Regions from separate parts of the Mus musculus genome. Here all the other regions are linked to region 4. Evidence: chromatin contacts called from public Hi-C, HiChIP or PLAC-seq and promoter capture Hi-C data. All regions are on one chromosome and are shown on one strand. Each heading gives the region's core, a stretch centred on a gene start, on an enhancer-like site or on the middle of the called end of the contact. The rest is flanking DNA. Distances are from core to core; before and after follow the strand shown. Region 1 has its middle 73 kb from the start of Gm12146. Region 2 has its middle 20 kb from the start of C1qtnf2. Region 3 has its middle 11 kb from the start of Mir146. Region 4 holds the start of Ccng1 (cyclin G1). Region 5 holds the start of Ccnjl (cyclin J-like). Region 6 holds the start of C1qtnf2 (C1q and tumor necrosis factor related protein 2). Region 7 has its middle 29 kb from the start of Mir146.

The links. Promoter capture Hi-C pulls out the DNA fragments that hold promoters and counts their contacts. Hi-C and Micro-C count contacts between places; a contact is called where the count stands out from the background. HiChIP or PLAC-seq counts read pairs in DNA pulled down with a chosen protein or histone mark.
Region 1: a contact with region 4 is called in an H3K4me3 HiChIP or PLAC-seq map of pro-B cells, with 9 times the contacts expected there. The contact joins the enhancer-like site here to the promoter of Ccng1 in region 4. A contact is called at or near these places in 9 of 39 promoter capture datasets (cranial neural crest, embryonic stem cells, frontonasal cranial neural crest and 5 more) and 1 of 115 datasets of contacts at active chromatin or transcription factors (pro-B cells).
Region 2: a promoter capture Hi-C map of hippocampal neurons shows a contact between it and region 4, with 8 times the contacts expected there. The contact joins the enhancer-like site here to the promoter of Ccng1 in region 4. A contact is called at or near these places in 6 of 39 promoter capture datasets (cranial neural crest, embryonic stem cells, frontonasal cranial neural crest and 3 more), 1 of 15 datasets of contacts at CTCF or cohesin (large pre-B cells), 1 of 484 Hi-C or Micro-C datasets (cortical neurons) and 4 of 115 datasets of contacts at active chromatin or transcription factors (astrocytes, embryonic midbrain, forebrain and 1 more).
Region 3: a Hi-C map of B cells shows a contact between it and region 4, with 14 read pairs. The contact joins the enhancer-like site here to the promoter of Ccng1 in region 4. A contact is called at or near these places in 9 of 39 promoter capture datasets (the C10 cell line, cranial neural crest, embryonic stem cells and 5 more), 1 of 484 Hi-C or Micro-C datasets (B cells), 6 of 115 datasets of contacts at active chromatin or transcription factors (embryonic stem cells, epiblast stem cells, neural tube and 2 more) and 1 of 9 other capture datasets (embryonic stem cells).
Region 5: an H3K27ac HiChIP or PLAC-seq map of stem cell-derived stembryo shows a contact between it and region 4, with 53 times the contacts expected there. The contact joins the promoter of Ccnjl here to the promoter of Ccng1 in region 4. A contact is called at or near these places in 5 of 39 promoter capture datasets (cranial neural crest, frontonasal cranial neural crest, hippocampal neurons and 2 more) and 11 of 115 datasets of contacts at active chromatin or transcription factors (differentiating embryonic stem cells, embryonic forebrain, embryonic hindbrain and 6 more).
Region 6: a promoter capture Hi-C map of embryonic stem cells shows a contact between it and region 4, with 8 times the contacts expected there. The contact joins the promoter of C1qtnf2 here to the promoter of Ccng1 in region 4. A contact is called at or near these places in 4 of 39 promoter capture datasets (cranial neural crest, embryonic stem cells, hippocampal neurons and 1 more) and 3 of 115 datasets of contacts at active chromatin or transcription factors (embryonic forebrain, forebrain and stem cell-derived neural progenitor cells).
Region 7: a promoter capture Hi-C map of hippocampal neurons shows a contact between it and region 4, with 20 times the contacts expected there. The contact joins the enhancer-like site here to the promoter of Ccng1 in region 4. A contact is called at or near these places in 15 of 39 promoter capture datasets (the 3T3-L1 cell line, 3T3-L1-derived adipocytes, the C10 cell line and 9 more), 1 of 15 datasets of contacts at CTCF or cohesin (large pre-B cells), 1 of 484 Hi-C or Micro-C datasets (cerebral cortex), 9 of 115 datasets of contacts at active chromatin or transcription factors (SST interneurons, VIP interneurons, astrocytes and 6 more) and 1 of 9 other capture datasets (liver).

What each region holds. Positions count from the first base shown.
Region 1 is chr11:43,296,377-43,299,076 of GRCm38.p6, forward strand. No RefSeq gene overlaps it. Among named protein-coding and RNA genes, the nearest start is that of Gm12146, 73 kb to the left of the region's middle. Within about 2 kb of position 1,390, at least 8 of the 459 cell types and tissues checked have an H3K27ac peak or open chromatin away from gene starts, as enhancers often do. A contact at or near this core is called in pro-B cells, where this site is marked.
Region 2 is chr11:43,492,810-43,495,509 of GRCm38.p6, forward strand. No RefSeq gene overlaps it. Among named protein-coding and RNA genes, the nearest start is that of C1qtnf2, 20 kb to the left of the region's middle. Within about 2 kb of position 1,437, at least 52 of the 459 cell types and tissues checked have an H3K27ac peak or open chromatin away from gene starts, as enhancers often do. A contact at or near this core is called in hippocampal neurons, where this site is marked.
Region 3 is chr11:43,384,227-43,386,926 of GRCm38.p6, forward strand. No RefSeq gene overlaps it. Among named protein-coding and RNA genes, the nearest start is that of Mir146, 11 kb to the left of the region's middle. Within about 2 kb of position 1,290, at least 295 of the 459 cell types and tissues checked have an H3K27ac peak or open chromatin away from gene starts, as enhancers often do. A contact at or near this core is called in B cells, epiblast stem cells, liver and 5 more, where this site is marked.
Region 4 is chr11:40,754,035-40,756,734 of GRCm38.p6, forward strand. It overlaps Ccng1 (cyclin G1), which reads right to left and starts at 1,252. Exons shown (of 6, transcript NM_009831.2): 1 at 967-1,252; 2 at 1-34. The coding sequence starts at 34.
Region 5 is chr11:43,527,341-43,530,040 of GRCm38.p6, forward strand. It overlaps Ccnjl (cyclin J-like), which reads left to right and starts at 1,409. Exons shown (of 6, transcript NM_001045530.2): 1 at 1,409-1,627; 2 at 2,015-2,119. The coding sequence starts at 2,057.
Region 6 is chr11:43,472,978-43,475,677 of GRCm38.p6, forward strand. C1qtnf2 (C1q and tumor necrosis factor related protein 2) reads left to right here and starts at 1,329. Exons shown (of 4, transcript NM_026979.5): 1 at 1,329-1,410. It also overlaps the pseudogene Gm12151.
Region 7 is chr11:43,343,619-43,346,318 of GRCm38.p6, forward strand. No RefSeq gene overlaps it. Among named protein-coding and RNA genes, the nearest start is that of Mir146, 29 kb to the right of the region's middle. Within about 2 kb of position 1,258, at least 46 of the 459 cell types and tissues checked have an H3K27ac peak or open chromatin away from gene starts, as enhancers often do. A contact at or near this core is called in SST interneurons, VIP interneurons, hippocampal neurons and 1 more, where this site is marked.

The sequences.
Region 1 (2,700 bases), core at 140-2,639, 2.5 Mb after region 4:
AAAATCAAAATGCTTCCCCACTACACAGGAAAAAAATCAGAATGAAGAGACAATCTACAGAATAAGAAAACTGTCAGCTATTCATCTGGTTTAGGGTTGATATCTGGAGTAATGAAATCACTTAAAACTCAAGGAAGATATCCTGATTTAAAATGGGCAAAAGATACAAAGGAAGTGAACAACAAATTTAGGGACCAATTCTTTTTTTTTTTTTTTTTTTGATTTTTTTTATTAGGTATTTTCCTCATTTACATTTCCAATGCTATCCCAAAAGTCTCCCATACCCACCCACCCCACTCCCCTACCCACCCACTCCCCCCTTTTGGCCCTGGCGTTCCCCTGTACTGGGGCATATAAAGTTTGCAAATCCAATGGGCCTCTCTTTCCAGTGATGGCCGACTAGGCCATCTTTTGATACATATGCAGCTAGAGACAAGAGCTCCAGGGTACTGGTTAGTTCATAGGGACCAATTCTTAATAGCACTAGTTATCAGTATGGTGCAAATAAAAGCCACAGTGAGATATTATCTTATCCCAGTTAGTATGATGTCTTAGTCAAGGTTTCTATTCCTGCACAAAACATCAAAACCAAGAAGCAAGTTGTAGAGGAAAGGATTTATTCAACTTACACTTCCACATTGCTGTTCATCACCAAAGGAAGTCAGGACAGGCACTCACACAGGGCAGGAACTTGGAGGCAGTAGCTGATGCAGAGACCATGGAGGGAGGGTGCTGCTTACTAGCTTCCTTCCCCTGGCTTGCTCAGCTTGGTATTTCATAGAACCCAGGGCTACCAGCTCAGGGATGTCACATCCCACAATGGAACCAACCCACCCTTGATCATTACTTCATTACTTGAGAAAATGCTTTACAGCTGGATCTCATGGAGGCATTTCCTCAAGGGAGGCTCCATTCTCTGTGATAACTCCAGCTTGTGTCAAGTTGACACACAAAGCCAGCCAGAATACCTGGCTACTGTAAAAAGACAAAAGATAGAGCTGGCGAGATGAGTCAATGGCTAAGTGCATGTATTGCTTCTACAGAGAACCCAAGTTCTGTTCCCAGAACCCATGTTGGGCTGCTCACAACTGCCTGTAACTCCAACTCTAAGGAAGCCAGCATTCTCTTACCTCTGCATGCACCATCCATGTACACAAAACCACAGTCAGACATATATGCTTATGCATAACTGAAAATGAAAATAGATATCACTTTTAAAAATACAAAAGATAATAGCTGCTGGGAAGAATATACAAAAGGGGGATTTCTCATACGATGTTGGTAAAATGTAAATTCATCCAACCATTGAGAAGGACCAGGTGGCATTTTCTAAACACACTAAAATTAGATCTGCCATCTGACTCAATCCTATTTCTGGTACATGCACAAAGAAAGTGATGTCAGCAAGTCAAAAAGTCACCCGACTAGTCACAATAGACACGCGACTGGCCTAGATATCAGTCCATGGGTGAGTGAGAATACAGTCCTAACGAACAATGGAATATTGTTCAACTATTTTTTTAATTATGTTTTGGGAAACCTTAGAAAGTAGGCAGAGGAATTACAAGACGAGTGGAATAGGAATGTTTCCATGTTCAATAGCATAGTGGAATGACAGCAGTTCAGAATAATCTGTGTTATATATGATGAGTAGATAGAATGAAAGAGCCTTGAAACATGAAATGAGATGGAAACATTAATGATCTTGGTTTTGACCCATATACAATGTATACGTGTATTAAATACCACAATGTGTTCTATATCTACCTGCTTAGAGGTTGCCCTGGTCTGACCCTCTCGTCCAAAGTTCACAGGTTGGAAATTTAACCTCAGTACAGCGTCTTGAGAGGTGGGACACTTTTAGGCAGTGTTGAGACCATGAAGGTTCTGACTCCAGAATGGGGTCAGGAGGCCATTCTCTCTGGTTCCATTCCTCTCTTCCCTCACTTTTGATCATCCTTCCCCACTGCCTTGCTCATTCTCACTCAACATGGACTTTTTGACCCATCTACTTTCTACCACAGTTAACACTTACTAAGATAGTTCCTGGATCTTGGGTTTTTTCAACCTCCAGAACTATGAGGCAAACAAATTTCTACTCATTGTGAGTTTTAGATACTATTCTTATAAGATACTATATTATAAGAACATGAAATTGCCCGAGACAATTATTCCTTCCCATGGCCACAAAAAGAGGAGTCACTATGGATTGCTAAGGAACCAGATGCTGAGTGATGGATGGCCATTTTTGGAAAAGAGCATGGGACTCTGTGCAGGTAACACTCTAGATGCTTAAATGCACTGTTTGGAATGGATTTTGTGTGTAGCTCAATTCAAGAAGGATCATGGGTTGCCAAACTACCTCTCTGTTTGCCTTCCTCACCATGAACTGAATATGCCCCAAAGTTCATATGTTAGAATATCAAAACCCAAATTCACATCTTGAATTTATCTGGAGTCGTGGCCTTTGGGAGGTCTTTAGCGTTAGATGAGGTCCTGTGGATGGGGGCCCCATAATGAATTCGGTGGCTATATAAGAAGCTCTGCTTGCTCCTTCTCCCCATGTTACAGTGCAATAAGAGGACATCACTGGATGCCACTCACAAGAAAATTAATTAATACTTCACATTATAAATATCCTACATGGTCAGCCACAATTTGCGTGTCCCAAAGATGCCCTCTTGTATAGCACACCTATTC
Region 2 (2,700 bases), core at 187-2,686, 2.7 Mb after region 4:
CCATGATCAACGCTTAGAGATTTTCCTATCTGATAGGGTCAAACATTCAAGCAGCTTGCGCTCACTGCCCCCTGGTGGATACTCATGGAACAACAGGTAGGGCATGGGCTGGTCCTGGGAAGCGTGGGCCCAGTGCTAACAAAATAAGGTTTATTTAATCATTCTCACTGAGTCCACCACAAATGCAATGGGGTGGGTAAGTGTCTAGAAACCAGGCAGTACTCTGTGGCCCAAACAGATCAACAGGTGGGCAGGGGTTCTGCCCGGGGTCCCCGCAGAAGGGTCAGCCTCTGAGATGGACTGGCACCTTCATTTGTAAACAGTTTTTTCTTTTCCTTTCTCTAAAAAAAAAATTTTTTTTAAACCAGGCATGATGATGAGAATCCCAGCACTCAGGAGGCAGAGGCAGGTGAATCTCTGTGAGTTGGAGGATAGCCTGATCTACATAACAAATGCCAGGCTAGCTAGGGCTACATGGTAAGACCCTCGTTCCTAGTCCTGTCTGTGGCTTCTTGAATGCCTTGAGAAGCTGGGCCTGTTTGCGGTCTTCCCTTTATGTAGGTACTGAAGAAGACCTAGAACTTGGTGAGCCTTTAATCCAAAGGCTCTCTCTCCTTCAATACACTCTTTGAAAAGCAGCTTCCCGCCTCACGGTTTTCGAGACAGGGTTTCTCTGTGCAGTCCTGCTGTCCTGGAACTTGCTCTGTCAACTGGGCTGGCCTGGAACTCAAAGAAGTCCGCCTGCTGGGATTAAGGCCTGTGCCACCAGACCCCAGTTCAGTGCATTCTTTGAAGGGCAGCTACCCCCTTCTGAAGCAGCCTGGAGAACCCCACCTCTGATCATGACAGTGCAGAGAGCTTCCAGCCCACACTGACAGACAGACCTTAGGTCTCCCCTGGCAAGTGCGTGTTGTACTCCGTTTACATAAGGGCTTTTCCTCTGCAGGTTGATGATCAAAATTATGGCAGGGGAGAAGTCTGACACCCATCTCAGACACAAATTTTAAAAGATGACCAAAGACTCAATAATATATACAGATAATATTTTAATAGAGAATGTTAGTAAATCAAGATTAATACAAAAACAAAGAGCAAAAGTCAAAGTTGGGATTGACAGGGCTGGAATTAGGGTGAGGTAAAGGAGAGACAGTGCGGGGGTGGGGGCGAGTCGGTTCTACAAGTACAGAATGCATCAAAGTTACATTGGAGGCTTGACAACCACCCCCCCAGCCTCCCCAGCTCCCCAGCCCCCCAGCCCCAACCCACTCTCTCCTATCCCCACCCCACTCTTCACCCCCACCATAATAGGAAGAAACGGCTTCCGGGCTGCATGTAATTCTTACTTGTGCCACTAGAGGGAGCACACCTACCGCACAAACCTCCAATAAGCCACAGGGGGCTGGAAAAACCAGCAGGCCTCTGCAGCAGACAGTTTCCTAGCCTCAGAGCCCAAGACAAAAGGGAGAGTCTCAGGCCAGGGTTCTAGGGTGGCTGTGATCTTGTGCTGGGAAAAAAGAAAAAGAAAGAAAAGGAATAAAATCAGTCTCACCTTTTCCAGACATCTGCACTTGGGACAGAGTTTTGAGCTCCCTGTTTGTGTCAGAGACCAGCCTGAGATGGGGCAGGAGTACCAGCTCTTGTTAAGCAAGAACGGGGTCCAGTCCTGAGTGTCTTGGGGTCCCCTGTGTGGTTTGGGTGATAACGTTTGTGACTTCAGCAAAATGAACGGCTGGGCCAGAAGATCTCAGGACCAATGTAGGCATCAAATGTTGATCTCTCTCTCTCTTCAAAGCAGTCAGGAAAGGACGACAACACACGCACAATGAGTAGCATTGCTGAGGGAATCAGCCAGCGTCTAAATCTCCACACTCAGGCCTCTGCTTCTACTGAAGACGTGTGTGTGTGTGTGTGTGTGTGTGTGTGTGTGTGTGTGTGTGTACACGCATGCACACACTGAGGCCAGAGAAAAATAGCGGGTGTCCTGATTTACCATTTCTCATCTTATTCCCTTGAGTCCGAATCTGTCACTGAACTTGGATCTCTGCTGATGACTGACAATCCCCAGCAATCCTCCTGTCTCTGTCCCCAATAGAACTAGAGTGACAGACTTGTGTTCATGCATGCCAGGCTTGTATGTGAGTTTGGGGAAAATCTGTATTTAGGGCCTTTTCTGCCCCTAACCTGCTTTTCTGGCCAATGCTTTTACACACTGAGCCATCTTCCCACCCCTCAGTGAAGACTTCTGTTATAACAAATCACTGTCAAATCTCCTGAGCTACACTAGAAATGGCGGCAACGTTTACTGAACACTGGCAGCAGGCCGCCTTTGATGTGTGCGGACTGCTCCACAGTTCACACTATTGTCAGCAGCTTCCAAGACCACCAACCTCACTTCATAGACACGGGGAAGCAGAGACCACAGATAGGGGGCCCCTGTGAGCAGGTCTGTCTACCCCATGCTTCCCAGCGGGAGGAGCCTGATAAACCAGAACTGTCTAGGCTTTGACAAGTTTCTGAGTAGGATAGAGTTGGTTCCGAGGGGGTCTCAGGTCAGACCTTTGAAGCCATTTGGTACCACAACCTACCCAGGCTTTCAGAGCAGTGGCTCGCCTCTCCTTGGGACCCTCTGATTCCATAGTCTGAGAGTCACAGACCCAGCTCCTTGCACATGGGTCTGATGACAGGAGACCCTACGTTAGT
Region 3 (2,700 bases), core at 40-2,539, 2.6 Mb after region 4:
GAACAAAATATCAGCAACCAGAAAAGGCTGAGACAAAAAGCAAAGTTGAATAGGAACAGATGAATAAAACAATATTGACTGGAAATACCTCAAATGTGAAGAAAGCACTGTAATAAATAATTCTGAGGCCCATGGGTTTCATGAGAGAAAATTTACATTAATGTCAATTAAAATACAAGTCAAGTTTAACAGAAAACAATGCTTTTGAAAGATAAAAAATTCCTTCTACAGACAAGACTGAAGGAAACCAAGAACAGCCATACAATAAACAAAGTTGTATGTCATAATTCCCATGCACCCCCTACACTCCATATTGGACAATGTAATATTTTTTATTACTGTCACTAAAAGAAAATTGATGACTTGCCAGATAGGAGCCACAATACCAGGATTTAAGGAAGCACCTTACTGTATCACCCATATTGCCATCCCACCCGAAAGTTACAAAAGGCTAAAATTATCTTCCTTTCAGAAATAGACCCATGCTTTAACTATATTACTGGAAATATTTCTAAGCCACTGACATTTTTATATTTACAGCCCATGACAAAAGTCTCACCTACTTTAACTCTAGTGTCACTCACTAAGCATTGAACATCTTGATTATATCTTTAATGCGCCATTCGCTCTGCAATAATCCACTGTACAAAAGCTGGCTGACTCTCAGACAACAGATAGGTGCATAGTAAATCAGCTGGCAAGGACTATTTTTCTAACCCCAATTCTCCGTGTGCTCAAATCCCAGTTTACCTATCTTTTCCAATGTGGCTTTCCTTCTTCTCCCCACCCCTCCTCATTTTGCTGCTTCCGCAGCACCCACCCCCTTGCTGTGGCTGCCTGGCTGGTTTTACCACTCCAATGGACCCCCGCTGCCGCCATCCAGGGAGAGAAGAGAGATGCCAAGAGCCTTCCAGAAGAGCATCTTTCTCTTGGCTCACTGGGGCAGAGGAAGGAACTCACAGGCCAATTTGCATATGCTTTTATTCCATTCCGCACCCAGCGAGCTAACTCTCTCTGGAAAGTCCCTTCTCAATTCCCTCCTCGTGGCAGCTAGGGAGGAAGCGGCTGAGCCGGAATAGAAGGTTCCAGCCCAGCCAGGCTGTGTCAGCATCTTAGGGCAGAAGCCAGCAGCTCCCACCTTAAAGCCAGCAGAGTCTAGACCCATGCAGATGCCCGCAGGGACCCTCTCTTAACCAGGCGGGCTGCTGACTACAGCTAGAATAGCCTGCACGTTCTAGAGAGTTCGTTGCAAGACGGAGTAAGCTCCAGCCTCCCCTGAGGAAGTGCTGGTCAGGCGCTGGGTCCCTGGCTTCCTGTCTGTACTCTCCCTAGCCTGTGGGGAAATCCCGAGAGCTTTGTCGGCTGCCCAACGAGCCTGTTGGCTTTTCAAGTAGGCGTAGGCAGAGTTTCGACCAAAAACCTCAATTTAACATTCGGATGGATAGATAGATAGATAGATAGATAGATAGATAGATAGATAGATAGATAGATAGATAGAGTAGCCTGTGTCCGGGTATTTTAAAAGAGAAAGAATTGGCCTCTGGAGAGGGGCAGGAGGCAGGGAGGGGATTGAGGGGAAAGATTTGTGCCTAGCTTCAGACACACGGTCCTGGATTGGCTCCGCAGGGGAACAAAGAGGTGCTTTCAACTACGAACTGACAGCTTAAAGTGAATGTGGACCTGGCAGGCAGGAAGGACGCTCAGAAATCCATTCGTTCCCAAGCATCCATCTGCAGAAGGGCAGTCCCTGTCTCTGTTGATGGCAGCAGCAACCTCTACATTTTAATGAGGTCCCACCAGACGGCAGGCAGGCACTCTAACAAGTGCTTCACAAACAAGATCTTTCCCGACTCCAGGGTTTTAATCTTTGGTGTGGTTAGGGGTCTTGCCTGAGGTCACAGAATCCTTCCGTGGGTACCCTTCGCTGCTTGTATCCCCAAGTCAGAAAACCCTTACAGGGTCTTTGGAATGTGCAATGACAAAGTTCAAATTCCCAGTCAAGATAAATAAAAATAGCCACCCTGGGAAATTACCCACAGGCAGAAAAGAGACAGGTCAAGATGGTTGCTGCCCTGAACTCTCCAGATGGTAACCATTGCTCATCTTGCTGGGGTAGTAACACTTTGTTTAAACTTCTCTTACACCTAGCTTTTTGGAAAGGAAATATTTGTTGAGCATCATTGAAAGTCAGACACAACGCCCTATTTAATCCTCACCACCACAACAACACACACACACACACATGTAGTTACTATTCTTAATCCCTGGGCTATAAGTAAGGAAATGGGGGATCTAAAAGATGCTTGCCCATGGTCACCCCGAAATTAGCAGAGCTGGGGTTAGAAAGGATGTGTGTTGTCTCCAGGTCTCTAATGTCCCCATATGTTACCTCATACCCCCACTCATGGAGTTCTACACCCTGGAAAGGGGCTTCCTTGGTGTAGTAGAGGCATAGCTCCAGGTATCGGAGTAGACTCTAAGCCAAATTTAGCATTCCCTGAAATCCTGGGTGTATGGAAGAGATGAAGCATCCTGGTAACCAGAAAGTTAAGGTAGAAGAGACCTACTTGTGAAGCTGTCTATAAAAGGCCAAAAGCTACGGCATGTCAGTGACAACCTTATTTTAAAAATGCTGAAACCATTTGGAGCCATTGGGAGCGGGGGCTGGGGAGTGGACAGACACGGATTTAAATGGAATCA
Region 4 (2,700 bases), core at 2-2,501:
GTTTCTGAGAGTCAGTTGTCAGTACTTCTATCATCTATAAATAGAACAAACCCAGAAAAGAGCATAAGAACCCTGCCTGGCTATCTCTGCATTGTGGCAAAAAGTGCTTTATAGTGCATGCCCCCTCCACCCCCCACCCCATTTCCATTACGTCTAAGACGAAGACACTGCAAAGCCAAGGTCTGTAAGTATTTTTACCTTCTCCCAGTAGGTCACATTCCTAAATTGTGAGTTTGTATAGGACATAAACTATGGCTTAAAAATTTTTTTTCTCTACTTAAGCAAAGACTTCTTCATTGTCAGTACATGCCACAAATAGATACTGCCCCACATGATACACCCAAACTAAAAGTCAAATGATAGTACATACTCTGCCATATATGTTAACAACGTGAACCTTAGTTCCTTACCTATGAAGTAGAAATACGATTATTACCTACAATCTCATAGCTCATAGATTGGGTAGCTTAAAAGGAGTCACACAAACCGCTTAGCACACAGGTGCCCATTTATTTCCAGGTAATGAGCTTATTTTTACACCTGTGAAATGAGGGTGACAACATCTGTTTCTTGGAGTGGCTGTGAATAACACACGATATGACTCAGTGTGGCACGGTGCTTAGCACTCAGTGCTCCGAATAGTCTAACGCCATTTAAAAACCAAAAGAAAAAGTTAGGTGAAGCTGGGGAGTTGCATTGGTGGAAGTATGCATTACACTTCCTCTGAGTCCTGGGCACAACCTAAGCCCTGGATACAGAGGACGATTCTTCCCTGGGCAGTTTAAAGATGTGACAGGAAGGTCGTCTTGGTGAGGAACCACTAACTCAGTTCAGGGGTGCAGGTTGGGACTGGGAGGCATGACATAGGAATACCGCTCCCGCTGCGCCTCTCTCTAGGCGCAGACTAGCCCGGGCTTGCGTTCCGGAGTGCAGGGTTCTGAGATCCACCCCATAGTCCCCTCTCACCTTGACAGCCACGTCTTCACCACGGTGACCACCCACCCCGGGCCTGCTCTCAGCTCGCCCCACGTCCCCGATCCGACAGGCCTACTAAGGGGACGGACTAGGGAGTGGGGGTCAAGTGAGCAGAGGCCCGGGGAGGGGCCGGCGTCCCGGTGGAGGGTCCCTCAGCGCCCTGACCAAGTACTGCCTTCCTCGGGGTCAGCGCGCAGCGAAGGACTGCGCCGGGCAGTGGGGGAACAAGCTGGAGACCTGGCTCTCTAGCTGGGACGCATCTACGTCGCTGATTGGTGTGGTTCTTTTGATGGATGGTCTCTGAGGAAGCTCGGCCAATCAGCGCACACTTCCCGTTGTCCAGACTTCAATTCTCCTCCCCTTTCGAGCCACGCCCGACTCTCGCAGCCTCTCTCATTGGAGCATTTCCGAACTGTCCTTCCTTAAGCTGCGGAACTGAGTGTTCAGTGCCAAGGCTTGCCCGGGCAGGTCTGGCCTCTATTAGCCAGATTGGTCTGGGTAGCGGACCAGAATGTACTGTGAGGGTTTTTGTTTTGCATTGTTTTGGTTTTTGCTTTTTTCCTTTTGTTGTTGTTCACTGCAGCTCAGTCCCCTCTTTCTAAAAACACAATGGCAAGTTAAAAAAAAAAAATGCTTTCGTTCTCTTTACAGATAATGAGATGGTAGGCTTCTCTATAGTGTTCTCTATAGGCTTCTCTAGAGTGTTCTCTCTGAGTTTTAGGAATCAGTTCATCGTTATCTTATTTTGTTTCTTGCAAAACTTCTCAGATGTTACAATGATGTCAGAGTATGTAGTTTCTTGGTCCTCTGCTAATTTTCTGAATTTGTTCTTGTAGCACCCTCATACTATCATCAGTGACTTAAAATGCCATATGTCTGGCAGAAAACAGCAAAGAACAGTGCCTGGAAAACCCCATCTGCAGTGAGCCGAATCTCAGGCTTCAGAATAGGGTGTGAAGGAACATTATTCTTACAAAATTAATCTCTATAAGCCTCTTCTCTACCAGGTTAACGGAAAAATAATTATCCTGAACTCTTGCTGGACTCCTTTCGGGGGTAGCGGGGAAGGGCATGTCCTCAGGAGCAATGCACAGAGAGTAGGTTCTCAGCTCGCATGGCTGCAGTGGGGGTGAGGGTGAGGAGTTGGGGTGGTGACGGTGGTGTTCAGGATTTTGTCCATTCCAGTACATCTCATGAAAATAAGAAAGAGCCAAGCCGGCTGGCCGTCCATAACGGTCATTAACTAGATACAAGTGATGTTTTATTTGAGACAGGGTCTTTATGTAGTCCAAGCTGTCCTGGAACTCCTTAGCTATGTAAACTAGGCTGGTCTTGAACTTAGAGATCCACCTGCCTCTGACTCTCCTAGTGCTGGGATTAAAAACATGCACCATCATGCCTGGCCTTTTCTCTTTAATTAAAAAAAAAGTTTTAGATTTTAAAATTATATCTGGGGGTGTTGGTGAAGTGGGGAATGTATGGCACAGGAATGTGGCTACCCTCAGAGACCAGAGATGTTGGATCTGGCATTTCAGGCAGTTAGCTGTGAGTTGACCAAGGAACAGTATTCATTTGGATCCCTGGTTCTGTAAATCTACAAAACCAGTAATTTATAAGTGCTCTGTGGTGGTGTGAATAAAAATAGCCCCCATAAGTTCATAGAGAGTGGCACTATTAGAAGGTGTGGCTTTGTCGGAGAAAGTGCTTCAGTAGCAATTGGCTTTG
Region 5 (2,700 bases), core at 159-2,658, 2.8 Mb after region 4:
CATGCTTTGCATCTGATTCTTCATGAAGGTCTTAGGTCACATTGATCTAAAGATATGCATACATGATTGCATATATATCACATTTGTTTAATCTCAGGTATTTTTTAAATTTTTATGAGGGCTCATAAATGCTAAAACTTCTTTTCAGTACAAGTTCATCAAAGCTAAAAAAAAAAACATAGAAAAACAAAACAAAACAAAACAAAAAACCCTCAGCCTAGACAGGGTTCAAACTTCTGTGTAACTCAGGCTGCCCTTGAACTCCTAACCCTTAAGCTACAGACAGCCTTCTGAGTGCTAATGTCGCAGGTATGCAGTACTATAGTAGCCTTTCAAAACTAAATTGTATTTTTAACCCGTAAAATTTTACTTGCGGCTTGATGATGGTGGCACACACCTTTAGTCCCAGCTCACAGGACTCTGTAGTCCTACAAGACCTCCCTCAGATCGCCAAGTTCAAGGCCAGCCTGGTCTACAGAGCAAGTCCCAGGACAGCTGGGGCTACACAGAAAAACCATGTCTCAAACCACAACAAATATCTATCTTGTAGAAAACTAGGCAGAAACTAAAGTCTTTTTCGTGTAATTATTTATTGACTGGTGACTTTCTAACGGGCCTAGTGGTAATCCTCTTTCGTGTCCTTTCTCATTTAATCATAATGTATCCCCAGCAGATTATTGTAGTTTGTATCCCTCTATTACCTAAAGCCAAGCTCTAAGTGGTTAAGACACTGGGTGAACAAAAACACCCAGGTAGTTGGTGGACTTGATTTTAAGTTAGTGGGATCACCAAAGGGCTCACAAAAATCAGCACAGCAGGATGTTATGCCATTATACTGCAGGCTCCAGAAAATGCCTTTCTGAAAACAAGTAAATTAAAAGGGCTTTCTATCCCGCAACCTGCCACAAGGACTGTTTCCCTGCAATGCTCAGCATGGATGCACGCTTAAGAGTACAATAAGATACTCACTGAGCCCTCTTTATAAAGAGGAACTCGTGCGTATCCAAGGGTGTCTTCTCTGGGGCTCCTGTGGGAATTGTTTGAAAATCTACCTCCCCATCGCAGGGCAGGCTGAAAAAGAAAGAAAGACAGGTGGAAGCGTCTGCAGGTTGGCAGGAGCAGCGCATGCGGAAGTCAGAACTTTCTGGGGGCGTCCTGGCCGCTGGATCCACGCGCGGCACACGCAGGTGGCGCCGCGTCCCCCGCGCTCCAGGATCAAGGGGGCAGGGTCACTGGGGATCGCCCCCAGAGTCCCAGGGAAGGTGAAGCCTAGCTTTCTGCCCGGGCGAGGGAGGAGGGTGGGCAGGAAGCGCAGCTCAGCGCCGGGGAAAGAAAGACTGCCATTCCCAGCCCCCCGCCCCGCGGGGCGCGGGGTGCTGGCGGCGCATGCGCGAGGCCCGGCCCCCAATTCCCCGAGCGAGGGAGGGAGGCCCCCGGCGGCCCGAACTGCGAGCCGCGGCGGGACCGAGCGCACGCAGGGGCGCGCCGGTGGCCGGGCGGGACGGGCTGCAGAGGCAGCGGTCGCGAGCACGCGAGGCCAGGGACCGGGCGGCCATCGGAGGGCACTACGTACCCGGTGCGGGAAGGGACCCACCACCCGCGGCCCCCCACGCCGGGACAGCGATGCGTGAGTCTGGCCCCGGCTCGAGGGCAGGATGTGCGAGCAGGACAAAGGCTAGGCGGCGGGGGAGGAGTTGGGGACTCTGAGCCAGTGACCCAGCCAGCCCTGGGAGAGCTACTACAGCCCGCAACTTTGCAACTTTTGCAGAGGGGCACATTGGATATTCTGCAAGTTGTTGCACACAGTTCCAGATAGCCCCAGGTTGGGCGGGCGGAGGGAGGGGAGCGGGGACACTGCTGGCTCTTCAGGACAGCGGGCGACAGCCAGCTCCACGGTGCAGGGCAGGAGGGGGCGCCCGTCCCGGACTGGGACAGGGACCGAGGAGGATCAGGGTCACTGAGGGCAGGGTGAAGGAAGAGTCTCCGATCGCTGAAGCTCCTGGTGTCCTCGCAGGGTGCGCCCCGAGATCCCGGTAGCTTCATAACTGCGGCGGTGATGGATGAGCCGTGGTGGGAAGGGCGCGTCGCCTCGGACGTACACTGCACTCTGCGCGAGAAGGTCAGTTCCTCCCCGCCCTTGTCACTCGCAAGGACTGGGTATTTAAAGTCACTTTCGGTCTCCTGTGGGTGTCTTCAGGATGCCCCGCATGGGAACTCAGCACTCTTGGTGCCCTTTTATTTGTGCGCCTGCTCTTTTACCTTCATGGGGAGTGTGGTCTTCTTCCAGGCAAAGGACCTGGAGATCCAAGAACTTGAAGTCGGTTTTTCACCAGCCACCTAAATGAAGAATAGTTCGTATCCCATTGGATTTCCTCCCGAGGTTACTTTACATGGTACAAGAATGGATTAAAAAAAAAATACTGTGTATCCATTACAGTGTGTAATTCAAAGACACATAATACCACCTACTATACATAATGCTGATTTTCCCTATCATTGTAATGATGTTGTAGCAATTTCTTTTAAAATATAATTACTAGACTAGTGCATAGCTCAGTGGTAAAGCAGATGCCTAAATAAATCTATGCAAACGTAGTAAAGTTACAGTTCGGTGTAAAGAAATATTAGGTAGATGGTGGGAATTCATTGTTAAGGCAGGAACTGAATGAAATTTAAAAGTCTGGCCTGGGGGCAGTCCTA
Region 6 (2,700 bases), core at 79-2,578, 2.7 Mb after region 4:
TGCTAATATATATGATGGTATTAATATAACATTTATGATCACTACAAATTATAAATTTATGTAATATCAATACTGATCTCTGCATAGCTTGATAACTTCCTAAGTGTCTTATGGGTGAGTGTCACAGCTAAGGGAAGGAAGGCAGGTGCAGGTGAGATCATTATTCTTCCTCTGACATCTCTGAAAGTGAAATACTGTCTATGCAGTCCACTGACGTGTCTAGGGGAATGCAATCAGCATTGGACTTTGGAGGCATTTCTGCATTAAAATTCTGACTGTAAAGTCTGCATCTTGTGACAGCTGTTAGCCAGATGCTCCTGCTGCTCAGTGGGGAATACTAGGAGCTAGAAGAAGGGAGCAGAGGAAGGAAGGGAGAGGTGCTAATAACAGGCCTTTGGTGTTTCTTCTTCTAGTGTCTGCTTGTTATCTAACTGAGATCTCTCTGATGTCTTGGATGCTGAGATCACCCAGGGTGTTCTCTCTCTCTCTCTCTCTCTCTCTCTCTCTCTCTCTCTCTCTCTCTCTCTCCCTCTCTCTCTCTCTCTCTCTCCATAACTTGAGGTAGACCTGAGAGTCAGAAGGATAAAGAAGAAACTCATCTGCAGAGGACAAAGAGAGAGAGAGAGAGAGATGAGGGCAGGGACATATATGTTCCCATCTGTGTGGACATTGACATCCAGAGAAAATCCTCACGTGTGTACGTGTGTACGTGTGTGTGTGTGTGTGTGTGTGTATACAGAAAAGAAGCCACTGAACACTCAATGTCACCTCACACAGATACTTAGCCACTATCAGACACACCCAGTATACTCCCAGTTACACACTCAGCTCAGTCTTCACCATGAATCTGCACATGCATACTGGGGTCTGACGTATATTTGAATGCATAACCTACACACACGCACACACTACTACTACTACTACTACTACTACTACTACTACTACTACTACTACTACTACTACTACTACAAAACATGTATGTATACCTTATAATCACTGTCCAGTGCACGAACATTCAGTGAACAAGGAAATGCTCTCTCCTGAGACAGCCTCGGATCCACCAAGAGATAAATGCCCACGTGTACACACAGATGGCTCTGCAGACACTGGCGAACACCGCAATAACAACGACTCGTGTACTAAACCTTCAAATGCTCTGACAGCTTCTACACACATAAATGCATCGACACACCCAAGTTGCCCCCATCGCTAAAAGTCTTTCTAAAATCCGAAGGGAAAAAGAAGGCCAGCTGCTAGCCAGCGCACGTGACCGGGAAGGAAGGCACTCCCGCCCATGACGGGATGGGAAAACTATGCCTGGGGCCGGCATCTCTGGCTGCTGCAGGCAGGACTGAACACCACCGGAGCAGCGACGTCGGATGGCCCTGGATGTGGCTCGGTGCACAGAAGGTGAGTGTAGTGCCCCTCAGGACAGAGAGTGGGGCGGACCTGGAAGAACCTTGGATGCTGCAGGCGCGAGATGAGGTAGCAGAGAGCTCGCCCCGGGATGGGGATAGACATCGGGATGGGCCCCTCTCCACCTCTGCCTCCCTCGGGCATTACAGCCCGGATTCAAACATTTCTAAGGAGCATGCCATGTGCCAGGTTCTGACTGCTGGCTCGCAGGTTAAGAAAGAAAAGAGCCCTGAGGTTTACTGAGAACCTATTTGGTACCACGCCCTCAGGCCCTGAACTTGTGTGCTTTCGTTTCCATGACAACGACTTATCTATCTTCAAAGGAGGAACTAACTTTAAGGACAGGCTCTGGGCTGCACCGGCAGCAAAGGTACTTAACTCTTTGTGTCCAAATTGGACGCTTGGGTTCACAGAGTTAACCTCAATAGGGCTCATTATCTCTTTATCTCTGGACATTTCTTTAAATACATTAAAATGGGGAGAAGGGTGGTGCAGATTGTGCTCAGAAAGCTATAGTAAATGACAGTCAGAAAATTACATCAAATTCTTCACAATTCTCTCCTCTCCCCCTGCTTCATCAAACTCCTCGTCTCTAAGCCTCGTCTTTATTTTCGTTAGAGCCAGGGTCTCCTATGGCCCATCCAACCTTGAGCTCACTATGTAGCTGAGGGATAACCTTTGACTCCTGCTCCTCCTGCCCCTGCCAATGGTGTGGTAGGATTCCCCGTGTGTCACCACGTCGGATTTATTCAGTTCCAGGGAGCAAACCCAGGTTTTTTTTGTCCATGCTGGCCAAGCTCTCTCCCTGCAGAGCCATACTCCAAATGCCCTTGCCTCATTTGTATCTCTATACAGTTCACATTTTCTACCACCACTGCCCTGGGATCCACTCCAGGAACCTCAACACCCAAACTATCACAGTGGCTGATGGTGGTCTCCCAGCCCATCCAGTTCCTTCTGTAACACACGAAGGCCTTCGTACATCTCAGTGTGGTGCTCCTCTGCCGTGACCATAAAACTGGTCTGCAACATTCCAGAGCTCCTTCCCGTAAATGACTGTCTGCCAGAAACTATACACAGCAGACCAGCAGCGTTAATAATGACAAAGGCATTTAGAATTATTAAAAATCTCTCTTCCCACTGTTTTACTTCGGCTCTCCCATCTACACAGGATTATTTGGTATCTGGTTGCTACAATCACTACTCCGCTCTCCACCACCAACTAACTCAACCCCTCTGCTTGCTCATCTCTCCAGACATCGCCTCTGCCCTTTTCTGATTTAA
Region 7 (2,700 bases), core at 8-2,507, 2.6 Mb after region 4:
GCGGGGAAGAGATACGAGATTTCGACAAAGTCTCTGACTTATTTAACTGCATTGTGGTTGCTGTTCAATGAGGTAAGAAACATCAGAAAGCACAGATGGGTGATTGCAGGCTCACTCTCAAAATGCTGATTTCAAGACATCCAAATGGTGAAGTCAGGTATTCCATTTGCAGCTGGTAGGAAACAGACGTGACTTTTGTATTTAAATGTGATGCATGGAAACAGAGGGGAAAGTTGGGCCTGACTAAAGGCACACTCCTTTTAATGGAAGCACTTGTGAAGCAGAGGCAGAAAGATATTGGTCAGGTCAAGGTCAGCCTGGTTTACATACTGAGTTTCCCCAGGCTAGTTAGGTAACACACAGTGAGCTCTTGTCTCGGGTAAGAAAAAGGGGGGAGGAGGAGGAGGAGGAGGAGGAGGAGGAGGAGGAGGAGGAGGAGGAGGAGGAGGAGGAGGAGGAGAGGAGGGGAGAAAAAGGAGGAGGAGAGGGAGGAAGAGGAGGAGGAGGAGTGGAAAGAAGTGCTTGGCTTAGCTAGGGTTATATCGTTAGGAGAGAGAATACAATGTGAGAGGAAACAAGGTCCTGGGACCACATGTAGTGGCCAAGAAGGTGAACCTCTAGAGAAACATGAGGGAAATCCAGGCACAGAAAAATTGCAGAATGGCATCAACCCCAGAGCCTTTTCCAAACATTAATTCCTCCCTTGGTCCTGTTTCTTGAGCATTTGCACACAAGGTTTGAAATAGACCACCAATTTCTGGAAGAAAAAAAAAAAATCTGTTTTCCTTCAGGCCTTGGCTATTTCAGCATGACAGCTTTTGGCCTTGACTAAGCCTGTAGCCCCTGGAGATCCCAAGCTGCCCTCTGTGTTAAGAATCCTCGCAGCCAGAAGGCCATATGCAGCCCCAGACCTTACCATGGGTCACTATAAAGACATAGCCCTGGGCTTCGCAGTCTCTAAGACAACCAGAGACCTGGGTTCCTCTGCCCACCGTGCCTCCATTTCCTATGGTCCTGTAAGGAAGGCAGAGCCATATAGATAATACAAGCCTCAGTGTGCCAGCTACTCTCTGCCCTTGATTCTATGTCCCTGCACTTGGCTGCATGCAGCCAGCTCACCAGACTATTACATCTGCTCCCAGTATTGATGCGACATGCAGCAATTTGCTTTGAAAATCAACGTCTGAGGATTGGAGGGTTTGTCTGAAGTGCAGACCCGGCGCTCTGCTGAAAGGGTACAGCTGACTCACAACGCTTTCGTTTGTTTGGTTTACCCAGTCAGACGCACGCACCCCACCGGCCCTGCCCAGCATGCATGATCTGTGAGTCTCCTCTGGAGTTTGATTTGGGAGGATAATAAGCTACACAAAGGAGCAGATAACCAGAGGGGCTTACTTGCTGTCTGAAGGGTTTATATTTAGCTTGTGACTGGGCAGCTGTCAGGATGTGGCAATCACCCTTGGGAAACATAGTCCTGGGGGAACACAAAGGCGGGGCAGGACTAGGACAGGAAGAGGATATGGAGGGTTTAAACTGTTTAGGGACACAGGAAAGAGGACCAGACCAAATGTACCATATAAGCTATTATCTGGGGACAGTATTTTGGATACTTGAAGCACAGAATACAGACACAGCGAACACAAAATAGTGAACAAGAGGCATTTTCCCCAATGTTCTGTAAATGGCCCGCACAGAGAAATTCGAGGTCCCTTTGTCTTTCCTTCCCAGCTACACTCTATGATGAGCAGCCAGCAGAGCAGGTGGCTCCAAAAGCCTGTGTTCGCATGCAGATCTCATATGAGCTCAGAAGCCATCTCCCCTTGCTAAACAATGGAAATGCTGGAAAAGATAATCTGAAAGACATCAAAATTCTTCCCCAGCAAAGACAAGGAGAGTAACCTGAAGGGCACAGGTGGGGTCAACAGGAACCTGCCCATTATAGATGCCTGGGTCAGTTATCACAGGATGCTCTGCACTTGTTAAAGGTTCAGGGCTGATGCCATCCAAAACAAACAAACAAACAAAAACAGTGGTCAATGTTTTTTATTTAATTTAATTACATTTCTCCCCTCCCTTTCCTACCTCCAAGCCCTCCCCACTCTCCCTCAAATCTATGTCCTCTTTTTCACTAATTGTCATTACATGTATTAGATAGATAGATAGATAGATAGATAGATAGATAGATAGATAGATAGATAGATAGATTGATAGATAGATAGATAGATAGATAGATAGATAGATAGATAGATAGATAGATAGATAGATAGAACGTATTCAGGAATGCAACCTGTTTAGCTAGTCTGATTAATTGTATGTGTGTTTACAGGGCTGGCAGTGTGGCACTTGGCAACCATCTGGTATGCTCTTCCCTGGGGAGGTCCACCCCATCCCACTCTCTGCTTTATTCAGGTGCCTAGAGCTCTTTATGTGGGGCTGAGACTTCATGGGCTTTCCCCTATCCAATCTGTCATGTCCACTGGTGCCATCCTTGTTCAGCTCACACTTGGACAGTCTTAGTGGTGAGACTTCATGAGTACAGCTTCTGATATTACTAGGAGACACAATCTTAGATCAAAGTCCCTGATCCCCTGGCTCTTGCAATCTTTCTGCCCCCTCTTCACAATGCTCTCTCAGCCTTACACGTGGGAGGATTTTGTAGATGTATCCACAGGGACTGGAGTCCACAAACCTGCACTTTGA